Regions from separate parts of the Mus musculus genome. Here region 2 is linked to region 1. The links are chromatin contacts, called in public Micro-C maps. All regions are on one chromosome and are shown on one strand. The core of a region is the stretch at or near the end of the contact, and the rest is flanking DNA. Distances in the headings are between cores, read along the strand shown.

Region 1 (3,886 bases), core at 563-3,062:
CCCAAAAGGGCATGCATGGTATATACTCACCAATAAGTGCGTATCAGTCATAAAATACAGGATACCCATGCTACACACCCATGCTACACACTCAAAGAAGTTAAACAAGAAGGAAGGCACAAGCAAAGAAGCTTGAATCTCACTTACAAGGGGAATAAAAGGATCATAAGAAGCAGATGGAGGCAGAGAACAGGATGTAAAGTGAATAATAAATAAATAAATAAATAACCCCAAGCAACCTAAACTTCCAAACGGAGATAAACAAAATGGGTATTATTTTAAGCTTATGTTTTTGGTTCTCAAGTTTTTGGTTTTGTTTTGCTATTTTGAGGGTTGGGGGGGGGTAGATTTTGTTTTTTTATTGTTATGAGTTGCTTTGTTTTGTTTTTGCAGCTTCAATATAGCAACTATTACCAGTACTCATCAAGCTAAAGTAAATATTAAGCACTTCTATTTTCAGTTGAATTATGTTTTCATTTAAATGTACAAAAGACAGTCATATATTTGGGATATTTTAATTAGAAAATCACAAACACACAAAATCATAAAGTAAGAAAGGAAATAATTATCACTAAGTTCTTGTGCTAACTCTAGTTTGTAGGATGTTGTAGCGCATCCCTCACAGGTTGTCATTTATAATTATTTAAAACATTAAAATTAGAAGGTGGGTGATAATTTAACATTTGTAGTAAGTATGCTGATGGATCTGCAATACAGCCAAGCTGGTCAATGTAAAGATCAATTACATTGTTACTGTTACATTGTTACTGTTACATTATTACTCTGTTTTCCTTCTTAGCAGAATATGGACTGTTCCAAAATTTACAATTAAAAATATTAATTTTTTATTAAAGCACAAATTTCCTCTTCTATACAAAAACAAACTTCTTTAAAAAATAATGACTATTATGCTATTATTATATATCATAATTATTATGTGTAATAGTTATGCAATGATATTATTAGGTAACAATTACATATAATGTAATAATAGTTATGTAACAATAATAACAGTGAGGCAATGATGGCCCCAGAGCTGAGGAAGAAGTCCATGAATTCAAGAACCCCTGGGCTACATAGAAATCTCAGGGCAGCCAGCGCTACATAGCAAGGATTAACTTATACTAGAAATCTTAAGTTTCCTAAGCATGCCAAAGTAAGAGCAGAACCAGACACAAGTCAGCCCTCCCAGCCTGACTAGATCTGTGAGGGACACGTTCCTCTCCGCCCGCCCCGCAGCATTCCTCCAGCAGTTCCCGGGACTGAGGCTCAGCGCTCACAGAAACACAGAAGCAAAGGAAGGCTTCCTAAACTGATTGTACTTTAACATTAGCAAAGGCAAAGGAGAGTGGACTCCACTAGCACGGAACTCTGAAAGCAGTAGTCATCTGTGAGAGGAAAAGGGATGGCCGCCAGCACTCACAGGAGGAACAAAAGCTCTGCTAGGCTGGGGGCTTCCCTCCAGCTCTGTAGAGAACGGGAGAGAAGTATATAGATTCCTGAGCAGCGGGGACAGGGTCCCAAGGCAATGAGAAAGCCACGTAGGCTGGGTGGGAACGGAATAGGGGAGCACACGCGGCATGAGGTGACTTCTCCCCAGGAACCTATTCCACTTCAGTTCAGAAACCATCCAGGTAAAGACTTTAAACAGTCACAATGGAGAGGGCCCAGGGGTTATGAGCACTTGCTGATCTTACAGGACCCATACTGAGTTCCCAGAACTCCCACAGCAGCTCACCTCTAGCTCCAGGGGACTCTGCCCTCCGTCCTCTGCAGACTACTGCACGCATGCAGTACACAGACACACTGAGCAGAACACACTAAGGCACCACCTATATTTAAATCACTTAAATCACAACAGCTCTGCGGGGAATCACAGACCGCCACCGTGCAAAGGACCCAGGCAGCAACACACTGCCTAGAGAAGGGTATGCTTTACCCAACCCATCCTGAGGGCCTCGGAGCCTAGCAAGCCCATGTGGGGCATCAAATTTAGAAGCCGCCTCTAAGCAGCTAATGTATTTGTAACTGTCTCCACCTCTCTCCAAATCATGTCTGAATCGCTCTTCGGCCTACAAATATGCCATGGATACAGAAATACATGAAGGATAATACATGAATAACAAGGCAGTGTGCAACAAAGGGGCTATCTAGACTCTTCTAGATAGCAGGATGCAGAAACCTTAGCTGACTCAAGGGCCAGCAAGATGACTCAGCAGGTAAAGGCATCTGCCACCAAGCCTGGTGACCAGAGTTCAATCCCTAGGACCCACATGGTAAAAAGAGACAAGTGACCCTGAAAGTTGTCCTCTGACGTTTACACCAGTTAGAGCATACATACACACACACACACACACACACACACACACTCTAAATAAATAAATAAATAAATAAATAAATAAAATTTTTTAAAGCTGTAAAAAAAATTTAATCATTTAAAATTCACTCATTCCGGGCGTGGTGGCTCACGCCTTTAATCCCAGCACTCAGGAGGCAGAGGCAGGTGGATTTCTGAGTTCGAGGCCAGCCTGGTCTACAAAGTGAGTTCCAGGACAGCCAGGGCTATACAGAGAAACCCTGTCTCAAAAAACAAACAAACAAATAAATAAATAGAAAATTTAAAAAAATATATAAAATAAAATTTACTCATTCCTAAAATGAAAATTAAAAGTATATTACAAAAGAAAAGGGGGAGTTGAGTATAAAAGGATTTAATCCTATAAGAAAATGGACTAGAATACAATATTTAAGCCGTTCTATGCCAGCCAGGAAGCTAAGTATGGAGACTGGGGTTATACAGTAAAGTTCCCATTGAATCTTCTACTATATTACCCTTGCCTCAGTGCCTCTCCGCTCTCCCCCTGCTCCTATAGTTATTCCCATTTAACCCGCTCTGCTTTCACCTGTCCACCTCACTCTCTCACTGACCTCACTCCGGAACACCGATTTCCATCTGTCCTCCACCGACCAGCCCCGATCACACAGCCAGCCCTCTTTTCTAAATGCTCCTCTTCTTCATCGCTCAAAGACACTGCCCGAGCACACACTAACCTACATAGCCCCTCTACCAAGTCAGGATCCTCTTTGGATCACGGCTCCACAACATCTAAGGCCTTGAAGGCAGCAAGCCTTCTGCCTCCCCTCCCCTGGGCAGGCTCCATGCAAATCCAAACCTTGTCAACACCGTGCCATACACCTCCCCGCCACTGCTCAGAATGACTGATGTCACATGATGACTAGGAAGACATCCTGACACATGCGCACTCCACTTCGCCAGCACAGGTAAGCCTCCCACGGCCACGCTAACGGACATCTTCCCAACCCGCTTTCTGCTCTTACAGCGGACCCTCCCCACGCGCCCCACGGTGGCACAAGCTGCCTTGGAATCCTCCCTGGTTTGACTTTTCTTTATTGCACCCTCTGTTAATCAGCTTCCCGGAACTTCCTCCGGCACAGCACCGCTCTCCCCTCTGTGACTTTACATAGACTATTTCTGAAACCCCGTTCCACACAGTGTGTTTCTACCGGAAGAGTTGTATACGTCTGACATAGTATCTCAGCAAACTTCCCCACAGATCCTCAGGCAGTATTCGCTTAGTCTATGCCTCTATTTAGCCATATGCCTCAGCACAGAGTATTGCAATATCTTTATACTACAGTATAGAAACTCACACTCGTGAATTTTGACTAAAACATGAACCTAAGTGTATTCTATTTGCTATATTCTTAGTTTTTATTACAATACATGACAAAATGTTTCCTGACTAAAACACATAAACTACTTCAGACGACAGAATTGAATCTAAGAAATTCAGAAAAATATAGAACAAGAGAGAAGAGAGGGATGCTAGGTAATGAAATACCAAAAGACCAAAAATCATCAGTG
Region 2 (3,886 bases), core at 774-3,273, 110 kb after region 1:
TCTAGTCAGTTCGCTCGCTCGTACAACCATTGCGTATGTTTCTGGTCTCACCTGAGGCGTCCGGACATACTTTACAGAAAGAACTTGGACCCAAGTGTGCCAAACACTACCGCTAATTTTTACACTACTTTCCTATTCAAATTTGTATTTATGACATCTTGTAGAGGCAGTTTCCTCTCCGACAGGTAGATGAAAGGAATGTAAATGTCTGACTGCTCGGGCCTGTCCCTCCTGGGATTCTCCCAGAGCCTTCTCCATAGCCACTGTAAGCAATGTGCCCGGTACACACAGCAGCCTGCAGCCACTCAGAAGGCCCTGTGGAGCGCGTGCACACCAGCTTCTGGCTGCTGACCTGAGACCAAACTCTGAACTTCCAAGCTGAAGGGGACCATCTTTGCAGAGTGATGGTCTTTGGTCCTGATCACAGATTTTCTGAAGCCCTGCAACTCTAAGGCATCCTTTTGTTTACACTCTTAGTATAGCATTTACCATTATTGCTTAAGTTTTTCTGTGGCCTTTGGTGTACGTGGACCTTATCAGGAACGATCGGTAAGAAGCGCCTGTAAAGACCCGGTATGGGAAAGAAGGGGAAACGTGTGAGCTGGGCACCAGCCTGCCTGCCAAAGAGATAATATCATGAGTTCTACTAAAAACTCATTATCCTTAATCAGTCATTTTACTTAGAAAATATCAATAACCCGTTTCCACAGTCCTGGTTTTCATGTACTTCAAAATATATAAAAGTGATATTTCTTGGAACGTGTGCTTTTCCTTTCTTTTTTTTTCTTTTTTTTACTAAAATATATAAATAGTTCCTATATTTCTCTTGTCTTTTTTTTCTTTAAAGTTTACCCTTGGCGTACCACCCATCCTGCCCAGCACAGGTTCCTGTTGCGAGCAGAGGTCGCTGAGCGCCCTCCCTCCATGGTGGTCCACATGCTTGCTTTTCCCATTGGCATCCCAAGCAGGCAGGATCATCTGTGTGGTCAGCTGTTAGCGCCCCTGGTGCAGGGTAAGGTGGGGGACTTGGATCCACACAGTGGTGCCTGCTGTGAGACGTGATTTTTTTCCTCTTCAAACACAGACTCCTCAGTTTTTACACAAAGTAAATTTGTTGGCAAATAAATTAGTTGACCCTTTTAATGGCATTGGCAGAAAATTCATTCCTTATAGAACATTGTAGCTTTATTTGTAGCCACTAAATGCATGGTAAAAAGGTGTGTGGTCTGTCTCTTTAAAACAGTGTCTGGTGATGGCTGCCGTTTCCTTAATATTTGTTAGCTTGTCTCCCCGTCCCCCTCCCTCTCCCTCTCCTGGAGCTGAGGACTGAACCCAGGTAAGTGCTCTACCACTGAGCTAAACCCCAGCCCCTTCCTTAATATTTGTAACAGAAGTTTATGTGTTTTGTTTTATCCATTTTTTATGGGAGCATTTGTTACACATTTGGTTTTTACTTTGCACCACTGTATTTTCTACCTAACTTAAAAAGGTCTAAAATCAGCCACAGGTAATATTAATTTATCAATATATTCAATTCTGAAACCCTCAAAGGTCACGTTATTGGTTTCTTCTGTGACTGTAACGTTTATGAACTCTGGGCCACCAGACCTTTGTGCTCTAAGTAACTTTTGCAGTGTCACCGGTTCTTAGTGGCGGGCACAGAGCTGTGAAGTCATTGCTATATCTAAGAGTTCCTCAGGTTTCTGCAGTCTCGGCCTAAGAAGGAGATAGTTTATAAAACAGCCCATATACATACAGCAGTTCAAATAAAAGCAGGTTGAACTGTTTCTTCTCCACTCAAGGTGACCATACACATGGAGATTTCAAATTCCAGCACTACCACAGGGAGCATGTGTGACCCCTCCACTGCCGAGTGAAGTGGGGCGGATGCTCCTGACTTGTCTTGGCAGAGCTGAGAACTCGGGTATGGCCCTCCTGTCTTTCTGAGGGTTTAGGATGGGGAGTTGGCCTTAGAACCCGATGCTGCCCCCTGAGGTGCTCTTGTAATCTGAGATGCTGCTTGCCTCTGGAGGATCCTGGTGGCTGTGGTGAGTGCCCTGGGAGCACCTCAGAGAGATGTGTGGGCTGCAGGGAGCCCACAAGGGCAGAGCTTTGGCTTCCATAGCCTTAGGTGAGCAGATGGCTTTAGTCACACTAACAGTTACGTCGAACGTGCTGTTGCTCCTAAGAGTTTCACGTATAAAGCTGAAAAATACATCATACAAATGAAGCTGTCTGCACACAGGTAAACAAAACCCCAGCAGGGTCTGAAATGCCCAGGTAGCCAGCGCCCAGATGGCAGACTGATTCGGCCAAAAGAGTCTTGGTTACTGCCACTTTTCTGTTGTCACTTGAAGTATCTATAGTAGGATGTTGATAAATGGTATTTTAAAAATAAAATCTTTGGGTCAAAGGAAAAACTTAACCCCTTCTATATTTTTGTTACTAATAAATAATGCTTTTGTAAATCCGAATAGAAAACTACTTGTATGTTTTCCTATTGAGTGGTACTTAACGCCTTTGGGGTTAATTTTAAAATGTACTACTTGATTAAAATTTCCACAAAGTTGAATTCCAATAACTCAAAAAAATAAAACATTTCAAAGCTAGAATGAATTGTGTGTGGTGTGTGTGATGTGAGCCAGCAGAGTGGGGTGGGATGCTCAAAGGAGCCAGGTGTGGGGCAGTGGGAGGCCATCCTTGGCTACAGAGTTCACCAGCATGAGAGCTTTCATTCATAAATTAGCAGATGGGACTCCCTCAAACATCAGAATATCCTAGAAACAAGTCCCACGGAGCTACTTTGAATATGAATACGCTCACCGTCTGGTCATCGGTTAGTGTCACCTAGTAGAGTCCTGCTTTAAGTGGTTTTGCTACAAACGCTTACTTTCACTACTAGTTGTTAAAAGAGTCATGTTTTTGTCTTGAGGCCTTGGGTCTCCCACACTACTATTCTACCTTCTGGTGTAAACTAACATAGAGCTTAGTCGGTGTGTCAGACACCTGGCTCAGCCACCCTCTCCTTTACACCTCAAACCAGCATCACCTATGGGCAAGATCTCAACCGCGCGTCCCCTGCTGGCCAAAAGGTGCATTGGCTGCTCACACCGTCGTCTCTGCAGAACATTCTGCTCTGTGCAGCTCATCTCATTTCCTTGTAGGAGCAAACTAAGCTTAAACACACTCATGTCCCCGTTGCTACCGCCTCCAAATCTGCAGCTGTTCCTACCTCATTTTGCATACTTGGGGACTTGTGTTGCTCAGCTTTCCAAATAGCATCATATAGACTTGAGATGTATCAGCATTTTTCAGGATCAGTCATTTGAAAATGATCAATCATGTGGACTAGAGAGATGGCTCAGTGGTTAAGAGCACTGACTGCTCTTCCAGAGGTCCTGAGTTCAAATCCCAGCAACCACATGGTGGCTCACAACCATCTGTAATGGGATCCAGTGCCCTCTTCTGGTGTGTCTGAAGAAGCCAAGTGTACTCATAAATTAAAATTTTTTTTATTTTTTATTTTATTTTATTTTTTAAATCAATCGTGACTTTCAGGTCCCTCTGTGCTTTCATTTCATCAAATATTCTGTTGCTGTAATAACGGTGGCTGGTAAATTCTTTGCTGTTTTTCCAGTTTCAAAATGGAACTCGGGCTGGAGAGATGATTCATTGGTTAAGCATACTGGCTACTCTTGCAGAGGACCCAGGTTTGAGTCCCTAAACTCATCCGATGGCTCACAACTGTCTGTACCATCAGTCCTAGGGGATCAGTGTTCTCCAAAGACACAGGCCTACATTCAGGCAAAACACCCAGGCTCATAAAAGAAAATAATGAGCCGGGTGTGGTGGCACACGCCTTTAATCCCAGCACTCGGGAGGCAGA

The links. Hi-C and Micro-C count contacts between places; a contact is called where the count stands out from the background.
Region 2: a Micro-C map of embryonic stem cells shows a contact between it and region 1, with 2.0 times the contacts expected there. The contact joins two enhancer-like sites. A contact is called at or near these places in 1 of 39 promoter capture datasets (liver), 1 of 484 Hi-C or Micro-C datasets (embryonic stem cells), 2 of 115 datasets of contacts at active chromatin or transcription factors (the SCID.adh cell line and embryonic stem cells) and 4 of 9 other capture datasets (adipose tissue, embryonic stem cells, liver and 1 more).

Annotation. Positions count from the first base shown.
Region 1 is chr1:33,634,794-33,638,679 of GRCm38.p6, forward strand. All of the region lies in intron 5 of Prim2 (DNA primase, p58 subunit), which reads right to left. Among named protein-coding and RNA genes, the nearest start is that of Prim2, 33 kb to the right of the region's middle. Within about 2 kb of position 1,813, at least 23 of the 459 cell types and tissues checked have an H3K27ac peak or open chromatin away from gene starts, as enhancers often do. A contact at or near this core is called in embryonic stem cells, where this site is marked.
Region 2 is chr1:33,739,953-33,743,838 of GRCm38.p6, forward strand. Rab23 (RAB23, member RAS oncogene family) reads left to right here. Exons shown (of 8, transcript NM_008999.4): 8 at 1-2,612. Among named protein-coding and RNA genes, the nearest start is that of Bag2, 16 kb to the right of the region's middle. Within about 2 kb of position 2,024, at least 9 of the 459 cell types and tissues checked have an H3K27ac peak or open chromatin away from gene starts, as enhancers often do. A contact at or near this core is called in embryonic stem cells, where this site is marked.